2 separate regions of the Oryctolagus cuniculus genome follow, and region 2 is linked to region 1. A link is a contact called in public Hi-C data. All regions are on one chromosome and are shown on one strand. The core of a region is the stretch at or near the end of the contact, and the rest is flanking DNA. Distances in the headings are between cores, read along the strand shown. Region 1 holds the start of FOXD1 (forkhead box D1). Region 2 has its middle 34 kb from the start of TMEM174.

Region 1 (4,993 bases), core at 1,187-3,686:
CCGGGAGCGCGTTAGGCTCGGGAGCGAAAGGGGGCGCGCGGGACGTGACCCGCTGGGGTTTCCGCGCCTGGAGAACTGAGGGGCGCGGCGCTGCAGGGCGCGTGCAGACGTGCGGCTTCGCTAAGGCACGCAAAGCGCGCGGCGCTCCGGGATGCGGGGTTTCGGCAAAGCTCACCCGCGGCTCTCGTAACACTGGCCGGCCCTGCAGCGGCTCCTGCCGATTGATCTTCCGCTGCGACCTTCGGGAACTCCCCACACATTCCCCTGAGCGGCCCGAAGATAACTTGCCACGTTTTCCAAACGTTTCCAGGGAGGCGCCCTTTAGCCTTGTGGGAAGGGACCTGAGGACACTGCCACGGAGGGAACGCGCCGCCCGCCCCGCGCGCTCTTCCTGGACACGCAAGTTCAGGGCGCGGGACCCCTGGAACCAGGGAAGAGTTCTTCCTCGGTGCTTCGTCCTCACGCACTTCGCCACGCACCAACCCTCGGCGCTGCGGACACCGCGGTGTCTCTTTAGATATCGACCGAGTACTTTGACAACTTACACTTTCCGAGGGTAGGGACCCCTGGCTGCACCCACAGGGCGATGCGATGCCTGAGTCAAGCGCTGATTAACGCAGGCGCAGGTCGACGCAGAGCCCGCCGCAACAATTAAACGGTCCAGCCGTACATCAAACGACAGCCAGTGAAAAATGATTTATTTAGAACGTTGAGGGGTTCCCATAGATCTTTCCAAGATGTATGGTAGATTTTATGGGTCATTTGTAAGTGTTGCATGGCAGTAGCTGCCTTCTGCAACAAAAACTCGATTTTAAAAGGAGTGTTGGATGGAGGAACAGTTTGTTTTTAAGGCTCCGTGATTGATAACGGTAGAGAGCGGGCGTTTCAAGACGTGAAAAGTGCCTGGTGCACGAAATGATACCCACAGGGGCAGCTGAAGATGCTCCTAGAAAAAACCTTCGGCTTTCATTCTCGGTGCTTGTCAGCTGGGCATTTAAATCAGAAAGTTACCTTCTCAAGGCAAGGTCAGCACCTTGAAAGAAAAGCACCTTAAGAGATGCAAAGACCCAGAAGGTGTAGCAGTGTGAATTCGAATTCCACAAAGGACTAGGGTTTTCCAATAGCCAAAATAATCAAGGGCTGATGATAAAGCCAGGCATCCCTAAGACAGCAGTGTCTGTGGCTGGTTCCCCTGCCTTGCGACCTGAAAACGAAAACTGATGCGAATGGAACTGGATTCAGATATTTGACAAATTCGTTTATCTTTACTAGGAGTTACTGGAAATATTGAATGAATTTTCTAAAACCACGTTTTAAAAAGTTGCTCTTAAGTTCTTGTGTATCCTCGTAGCGTCTATTACTAAGCCTGCCTGCGTGGAACTATTATGTACATGTTTCAGTAATTTAGATATTTTGAGATTGCTACGAAACGCTGATCGGGATGGCATTGTTACGGACCGTCCAGTTCGAAGGAACTTGTTTGAGCCGTTACTAGGTGCGACTTGTCTGTGTGTCTTTGGGTTTCCACCAAAATATCCCATCACTTTTCCGCATTCAGTGATGGCTCTCTCCACCCCTAAGGACTCGTCAGGTCTTCTCGGCTGCTCGGACTCCGGAGCGTTCAAGCGCAGGAAGAGTGACCAAAACGCCGGCTTGTTGCGCTCTCATTAACAGACGGCGGAAAACAGACGTCTTTGGAGAAGAACCGAGGGGAACGGGTTGCAGGGTCAATACGCAATTATTGCCGTGCTTAGATGGGGGTTTTCCCCATCGGTTGGCTCGGGGAGTTGGGGGGACCGCTTGTTCCAACAGATCCCCGGGGCGCCCAACCAGGGACCACCTCAGGACGCGGCGGTTCTGCCCCTAGCCAGACGGCTGCGGGGGACCCTGGAGCTATCAGACCCTGTGGCGTTGGGGTGGAGGGCCGAGAAGGGGAGAAGCGGGCTGCGACCCCTGACAGACCACCACGTAATTCAGCCTCCACCGCTTGGGCAGGAATGGCGGGGGTCCTCCTTCCTCCCCGCCCTCGCGTGCGCTGCCCCCGCCTACGGGTGAACTTTCTCTCCCGAACACGGCTGATTTCCGAGCTCGCTCTCCCTTCCCTCGGCCGCGCTCTGACGTGCGCACCATGTGACAGGCCCCCTTCTGCTATAAGCCCGGGAAAGGTCCGCCCTCTCCTGGACTCAGCCCCGGCCTCGCCGCGCTCCGTGTCCGGGCTCTCACACGTCCCGCACCCTCCCGCGCGCCCGACAGCTTGGATTCGCCCACCCCTCCACGGAACCGACCGAAGCCGAGCCGCGGAAGAGAAGGTCAAGTCCTCTGCCCCGGCTGGTGCGCGCCGAACCCCGGAGCGCGGAAGGCGCGCGACGAGTGCGGCGGCGGCGCGAGAGTTCCAAAGTCGCCGCGCGAGGCCCCGCCGCGGCCCGCGAGGCCCCACGCACGCAGCCCCGGCCGCCGGCGCCGCCGCGCCCCCAGCGTGGCGCCCCCGGGCCGGGCCGGCAGCCCGGGACCCGGGCTGGGGCGCGCGCGGAGCCCGGACTCCGGCGCCCCTATGTGCCACCCCGCCGCGCCACAGCTATGACCCTGAGCACGGAGATGTCCGATGCCTGCGGCCTCGCCGAGGAGACAGATATCGACGTGGTGGGGGAGGGAGAGGACGACGACGACGAGGAAGAGGAGGACGACGACGAGGGCGGCGGCGGCGGGCCCCGGCTGGCCGTGCCCGCGCGGCGGCGGCGGCAGCTGCGGCGGCGGCGCTCGTACGCAGGCGAGGACGAGCTGGAGGACCTGGAGGACGACGACGACGACGACGACATCCTGCTGGCCCCGCGCGCGGAGGGCTCCCCGGCGCCCCCGGGCCCGGCCCCGGCGGCGGGGCCCGGGGCCGGAGGGGGCGGTGGCGGCGGTGGCGGCGGCGCGGGCGCGGGCCCGGGCGCTGGGGGAGGCGGCGGCGGTGGAGGCGGCGGCGTGGGCGCGGGGGGCGCGGGCGGCGGCGCCAAGAACCCGCTGGTGAAGCCGCCGTATTCGTACATCGCGCTCATCACCATGGCCATCCTGCAGAGCCCCAAGAAGCGGCTGACGCTGAGCGAGATCTGCGAGTTTATCAGCGGTCGCTTCCCCTACTACCGGGAGAAGTTTCCCGCCTGGCAGAACAGCATCCGCCACAACCTCTCGCTCAACGACTGCTTCGTCAAGATCCCCCGCGAGCCGGGCAACCCGGGCAAGGGCAACTACTGGACGCTCGACCCCGAGTCGGCCGACATGTTCGACAACGGCAGCTTCCTGCGCCGGAGGAAGCGCTTCAAGCGCCAGCCGCTGCTCGCGCCCAGCGCGGCCGCCGCCGCGGAGTCGCTGCTGCTGCGTGGCGCGGGGGCCGGGGGTGGCGCGGGCGACCCCACCGCCGCTGCTGCAGCCGCCGCCGCCGCCGCTGCCGCCGCCGCTGCGCTCTTCCCGCCCGCGCCGCCGCCGCCGCCGCACGCCTACGGCTACGGCCCCTATGGCTGCGGCTACGGCCTGCAGCTGCCGCCCTACGCGCCACCCTCGGCGATCTTCGCCGCCGCCGCCGCCGCCTTCCACCCGCACTCGCCCCCGCCGCCGCCGCCCCCGCCGCCGCCGCCGCCGCCGCCGCCGCCCCCGCCGCACGGCGCGGCCGCCGAACTGGCACGGACCGCCTTCGGCTACCGGCCGCACCCGCTCGGCGCCGCGCTGCCCGGCCCCCTGCAGGCCTCGGCGGCCAAGGCCGGCGGCCCGGGCGCCTCGGCTCTGGCGCGCTCGCCCTTCTCCATCGAGAGCATCATCGGGGGCAGCCTGGGCCCGGCCGCCGCCGCTGCCGCCGCCGCGGCCGCGGCCGCTGCCGCTCAGGCCTCGCCCTCGGCCTCGCCGGCCGCGCCGGCCGCGCCCGCACCCGCACCCGCACCCGCGCTCGTGTCCGGCTCCGGGTCCAGCGGCGGCGGCGGCGGCGGCTGCGCGACGCAGGCGGCTGCGGGCCCGGCCGCCGCGCTCACCCGCTCGCTCGTGGCGGCCGCCGCCGCCGCCGCCTCCTCCGTCTCCTCGTCGGCCGCGCTGGGGACTCTGCACCAAGGGACTGCCCTGTCCAGTGTGGAGAACTTTACTGCTAGGATTTCAAATTGTTAATAACGCTGTTAGCGCCCTGAGAACAGCAGGTAGGAACCCCGGCTCCTTTATTCGTCTGGGTGGTTTGGGGTTCGTTTTCGCTGTCTTGCAGTCTCGCACACAGACGGTGCGGGACTGACTCCGGGCGCGCCGCTCGGCTCCGCGGGTCCCTCTATTTATGCACGGGCGCCCCGCGCCGCAGCCCCCGCACGGGCCGGGCAGGAGCGGGGCGCTGACGGGGGCCGCCAGTCCAGGCACTGGGGCCTGCCTTGACCTTAAGCAGATTGAAGGAAAAAAAAAAAAAAAATCGAAGCCTTTTCAAGGTGTAGAGATTCTCAGGTCCAGGCGTTGAACAAAGTTCATACTGTTCAAAAGAAGAGTAATACACACGTAGTGAAAGGATTGAAAATGCCGGCGAAGCAATACTTTTTATTGGAGGACACTTGTCTGATGTACTTTCTCATGAAAAGGAAGCAATGATTAACATGTTTACACAAGCAAAAAAAAAGTCAAATTATCGTTTCTTATTTTAACCTGTGTTTTGTATCATAATGGACACGCGGAATTTTAATTTTGTACTTACTGCGTATTCTCTACAAGGGGTATTGTAAATTTTACGGCAATTATTATTGTACTATTCTAATGTAAGATTTTTACACTTTTTCAGAAATAAAATGCTTACTTTTTAAAGAAAACCCACTAAGATGAGTGGCTTTGGTCGTCCTCTTCTTAGATTATTTTCTTTTCTGTTAAGAAAAGTTTCTATGTGGGGTAAATAGGAACCTGCTATAGAGTAGCTCTAACTAGTATTTTCAAAGAGAAGTTAGCAGAAGCATCACGCCATGATTTTTCATTGTGACTTCCTAAGTCAAAACCATCA
Region 2 (5,163 bases), core at 898-3,397, 270 kb after region 1:
GGTCTCACCGTTGAAGCCATTTGAGGGGTGAACCAACAGAACCTCCAAACCTCCCTCTGTCTCATCCTCTCTCTGTAACTCTGCCTTTCAAATACATTAATTTAAAAAAAAAACCCTAGATTCAAAATACACCTTTGCAGAAGAAAAAAATTTTAAATCACCAATATACCCGGCCTGTTCTGTCTTAAGGCAACAGCAGTGCATAATAGCTCTTCTGTTGGCTCATGCCTTCCTGTAAAATACATTGTGCTCAAAAAGTATCCAATGAGGCCAGCGCTGTGGCTCACTTGGCTAATCCTCTGCCTGCGGCACCGGCACTCCCGGGTTCTAGTCCCGGTCGGGGCGCTGGATTCTGTCCTGGTTGTTCCTCTTCCAGTCCAGCTCTCTGCTGTGGCCCAGGAGGGCAGTGGAGGATGGCCCAAGTGCTTGGGCCCTGCACCCGCATGGGAGACCAGGAGGAAGCACCTGGCTCCTGGCTTCAGATCAGCGCAGTGTGCTGACTGTAGCAGCCATCTGGGGGTGAACCAACGGAAAAGGAAGACCTTTCTCTCTGTCTCTCTCTCTCACTGTCTAACTCTGCCTGTAAAAAAAAAAAAAAAAAAAAAAAAAAAAAAAAAAAAAAAAAAGTTTCTATTACCCAGGAGTGATTTTAGCCTCAGGAGGGGAAAAAATGGGGATCTCTAAAAATGTTAGTCATCTGGAGCCCAGAGATTAACATTCTGGACTCCAAGATGGTATTTAAGCCTACTTAGATTTTCTCCAAATTCTTTGAGGCTAATGCAGTTTCTGAATGTCTCTAGCAATCTCTAATTACTTGTGGAAATGCTAGATGTGAGAAGCCAGATTAAAGCCACAGATAATCCCAAAATCTCATTTTAGCCGACAGTGCAGCTCCTGTCCCGCCAAGCCCAGGCCTGGGAGCACCCAGAGCTACACAGAGCCAGGCAGCCAGAGTCCCGGCTTTTCCATCCTGCCGCCTTCCCTCTGCTGGAGATGTCAATGAATCACCAAACACCGAAGCAAAGGAGCCACAGAAAGAAAGTGGGCAACCACGGACCTGGGCCGCTGCCCAGGGACAACAGCAGCAGCTGAGTGACAGAGAAGCCGCGGGCGCCAGGCCCGGGGTAGGCAGCAGCTGCTACAAGCAGGCACTCCCCACTCCCCAGTGCTGCCACCCTGGGATCATTGCCTGCTGCCCCCGTCACCCAGGCAGTGTAACCCAGCAATAACCACAGCCCCCTCCCCTGGCTCCGGCCCCAACCAGGACCGAGGCTGGCTGTGCCCAGTGCCCCTCCAATAGGAGACATAAGGTCCTACAGGGACGCGGAGAGAGGACAGGGGCTTTGTTCTGAGGACACTGAAGACCCCAGCGGCCTTGGCTTTGCCATGGCCCCAGTCTTCAGGCTGCACTTCCACAACCTTTCCACCCCAAGTCCACTTGGAAGGAACGGAACAATTTTGCAGTCTTTAAGGTTACTTGGCATCTCAAACGGGGTAAGGTCATTTTAAAGCAGTTTCTTTCCCAGACAGGGGGAAGTGTTGTGTTCAGCCCTTAGCAGCGGCCGGAAGAAGTGGCTTGGTTTCTGCGAGGCAGATGTCTCCCCCTCCTCCTCCTCCTCCTGGGCCCCGCACTAGAAGTTTGGGCTAGTATGGGTTCAGATGCAGCCAGCATTAACTCTGGGCAGGGTAGCACCGGCGAAAGGGGAACCTCAAATGCTGGCGACATCGGGTTCTGCAAAGGTGGCTGACCCAGTGGTTACTCCTGGGGCCTCGAGCCCCAGCCCGCAACGGCTCCGGCCCCAGACTCCGCACAGAGCACCCGGGCTGCCTCCAGGACAACCAGGCGGTTGTGCCGGGAGGAGGACAGGGAGAGGAGACCCGGGCGGGAGTGACCCGCACGGTGGAAGCCCGCACAGGCACAGGGAGCGGAGGGTGTCCCTGCATAGACTAGGCACAAAATACGGGCTCCTGCATTTGAACTTTCTCAGCCGCACAACTCAGGGTCGTATTCTCCCAGTCGCCCTCGGGCTCACGGCCCGCGCGGATCTCAGAGCCTGCAGAGCGGGGAGCAGGAGGAGGGCGCGCCGTCGGCCGCCGGGGCCGAAACGACTCTCCCCGCGGTCCTTGGCTCCAGGCACTCCCGAGCGTGCCTCGCGGCCACGTCCTGGCTCCGGTCTCCCAGGCGCTGCGGGCGGCACATGCTGGGGCAGAGGCTGCGGCCGTCCAGCTGGGCAGTCTAGGGGTCGGCGTTGTCTCCCGCACACCCCAGAAGGCTGCGGAGCCCTGTCCCCGCCGCCTGGGCTCTCCCCGGCCTCCGCGGCTGCCCTCGCCGCCTCTGACCCCGTCTGCCACCCTGCGGCCATCGGCGGGGACAGCAGGGTGGCCGCGCCCTGGCCGGGGTCATCCTGCGCTGCTGCCCTATAGGCACGGACTTCTTAGAGGACAGTTCTGACTCTGGGGGTCGAAACTCTCCGAGACCTTCGAGAAGGTTCGGGCAACTCCGTAGCAGTCCCCCGTCCTCCACCGCCCGTCTAAGGCAGTTTACCCGGCACAGCCAGGGCGGCCAAGACCCTTTCAGGGCGGGCATCACCTCGTGCGCACAGCCGCCTGGTTGTCCTGGAGGCAGCCCGGGTGCTCTGTGCGGAGTCTGGGGCCGGAGCCGTTGCGGGCTGGGGCTCGAGGCCCCAGGAGTAACCACTGGGTCAGCCACCTTTGCAGAACCCGATGTCGCCTGCATTTGAAGTTCCCCTTTCGCCGGTGCTATCCTGCCCAAAAGGGATTGCTAAAACTGCCACTTCCCATCGGGTCGCCGGTGCGTGGCCTCCCTGAACCGAGCCAGCCAGCAAGAGTTCTGCGGCCAGAAAATGTATTTCCCATCCAGCCAGCCTTGCTCACAGGAGCACAAAACAGAATGCGTCCAAAACTGGCGAGCGCCCTGCCTGGCCTGGGTCTCCGCTGCTGGCTGTCGGCCTGGGAATAAGGCTCGCGCACCAGGGCTAGGGCAGTAGGCTGTGCACATTCAGATTTCTGCTGGTTCAGGGGTCTCATGGCAGGTGACAGATGACTCAGGGGGCCCTGGACAGAGTAGGTGAGTTTTCCTCCTCCTCCCTAGAAATTCCAGCTGGGTCTAAATCACTCTCTGGTTGCTGCACGGGGGCCTGTGTTTTATGGGAATTCTCTGGTGGACTTTGAAGTATTTGCTTACCAAGTGTGTTTCTCAGCTTCCAGCTCCTGAACAGATTTCCCCCCTCCCCTCTGTGGAGATGTTTTCTGGGCTATAGCTAGGAGTGTGAACCTGGGGAATTCCTGGTGGCCGTGCTGGCACCCCTTTGCTGTGTGATCCATGGAGATTGTCAATGTCTCAAGGAATCAGCAGGGCCTTGGGACCTGGGGACCTTGACGTTGGTCGTAGGTGTGACCTTCCATCCCTGGGTGGCTTCAGCTGTGGCATTGTTTGCCTTATCAAAAGAGTGGTCAGTGGGACACACATTCAGAGAATGCTAGGGGTTGGCGCTGTGGCACAGCAGGTTAATCTGCCATCTGCAGCACCAGCATCCCCCGTGGGCACCAGTTCAAGTCCCGGGCTGTTTCCATTTCCTGCTAATGTAATGTGCCTGGGAAAGCAGCAGAAGATGGCCCAAGTACTTGGGCCCCTGCACCCACATGGGAGACCTAGAAGAAGCTCCTGGCTCCTGGCTCCTGCCTGGCCCAGCCTTGGCCATTGCAGTCATTTGGGGAGTGAACCAGCAGATGCAAAATCTTTCTCTCTCTGTCTCTCCCTCCCTCCCTCTCTCTGTAACTCTGACTTTCAAATAAATAAATAAATAAATGATCCGCGTGTTGAAAACAGCTTGGAGCTTTTTTTTTTTTTTTTTGACAGGCAGAGTGGACAGTGAGAGAGAGAGAGAGACAGAGAGAAAGGTCTTCCTTTGGAGCTTTTTTGAGGCTTACTGCTTGCCAGGGGTTAGCGTTAATTGGAGTCAGGCAGCTCTGGAGCCTCAGGACTTGTAGTTACTCTGTTCTTGTTGGAGGGCTGGAGAGGGCATAGGGGGCTGGGCCACAGAGGGCCATGGCTGAGCCAGGAGGCCTGTGGCAGCGCCCACCAAACCCCACAACAGTGCCGGTCCCCGGGCCTTGTGTTTGTCAGAAAGGATGCTTCCCTGTCGGTCCACAGTGCCCAAAATGCCACTGGAAGTGCCATCTCCCTCCTTCCTGCAAGGTGTTGAAGACGGAGAGCCAAGAGCAGCCCCTCTGGGCCCTGATTTGCCACACCCTGGAGATGCTTCCGCCCCACCGGGACCCCTTGCTCCTGGGGCTGGGCTTGGCAGGCAAGGGCGAGGACCCCGCTACCCTCCCCTTACTTACAGTTTTACTGAAATAACAACACCCACAACAACAAACTGTAAAACAAACAAACAATTAAAATATACAAAAGCGCAGACAGCTGGCGGCTTCACGAAGCACAGATTTCTTACCCTGAAGTAATTAAGCATGTCCCACTCTCGGCTCATCCTGCCTCGGGCTGGACTCGTGGCTTCAGATTCCCGGTCGCCCTGGTCACTGGCCCACTGCTACAGTGGAGAAGGCCGTGTCATCTTCAGGGGTTCAGGGGTCTTCCGGCGTGGCTGGCTCCTTCCCCATGTCCTGTGGGCCTGAGCAAGGGGGCCCCCCAGGAAGCAAAGCATTTCCCTGGCAGCTCCAGGCCCTGGGCAGCCCAGGCACACACAGGGAGGATCGGATCCCTCACCTGCCCCTCGGCTCCCAGGCGGCGGCGGGCCCAGGCTGCGGGGACACCACCCTCCCCGCTGCTGCCCAGCCAGCACCGCTGAAAGCCGCCTGTTTTGTGTTGTGAAAGCCTGCAAGTGCCCCCCTCCCCCAGCCTCACAGACCTCCCACTGAGTTCCAGTTTCCTGTCCAAACTCCAGACTTGAGTTCTTGACTCATTCCAAGAACATAAAAAGTCACAGACGTTGAACATGCTGCACATTCGCGTCTTTTTCTTCCTGGCTCTAGCTGCTAGCCAGTCCCTGTCTGGGGTGGGGGGGTGATCTAAAGCTCTAGCCTGCCTGCACTCCCACCTCCACCCCTTCTCCCCCACCCCGGGGGGCGGGTCCTTGGTCAGAGACCGGAGTTCTGCACCTGCAATGCCAAAGTCATCCCTGC

What was found. A called contact is a pair of places that touch in the nucleus more often than the background predicts.
Region 2: a contact with region 1 is called in a Hi-C map of an unstated tissue, with 6 times the contacts expected there. The contact joins the enhancer-like site here to the promoter of FOXD1 in region 1. A contact is called at or near these places in 2 of 6 Hi-C or Micro-C datasets (ear pinna and an unstated tissue).

The regions. Positions count from the first base shown.
Region 1 is chr14:37,517,432-37,522,424 of mOryCun1.1, forward strand. It overlaps FOXD1 (forkhead box D1), which reads left to right and starts at 2,437. Exons shown (of 1, transcript XM_070056891.1): 1 at 2,437-4,808. The coding sequence starts at 2,578. The coding sequence ends at 4,134.
Region 2 is chr14:37,783,419-37,788,581 of mOryCun1.1, forward strand. No RefSeq gene overlaps it. Among named protein-coding and RNA genes, the nearest start is that of TMEM174, 34 kb to the right of the region's middle. Within about 2 kb of position 2,148, at least 1 of the 8 cell types and tissues checked has an H3K27ac peak or open chromatin away from gene starts, as enhancers often do.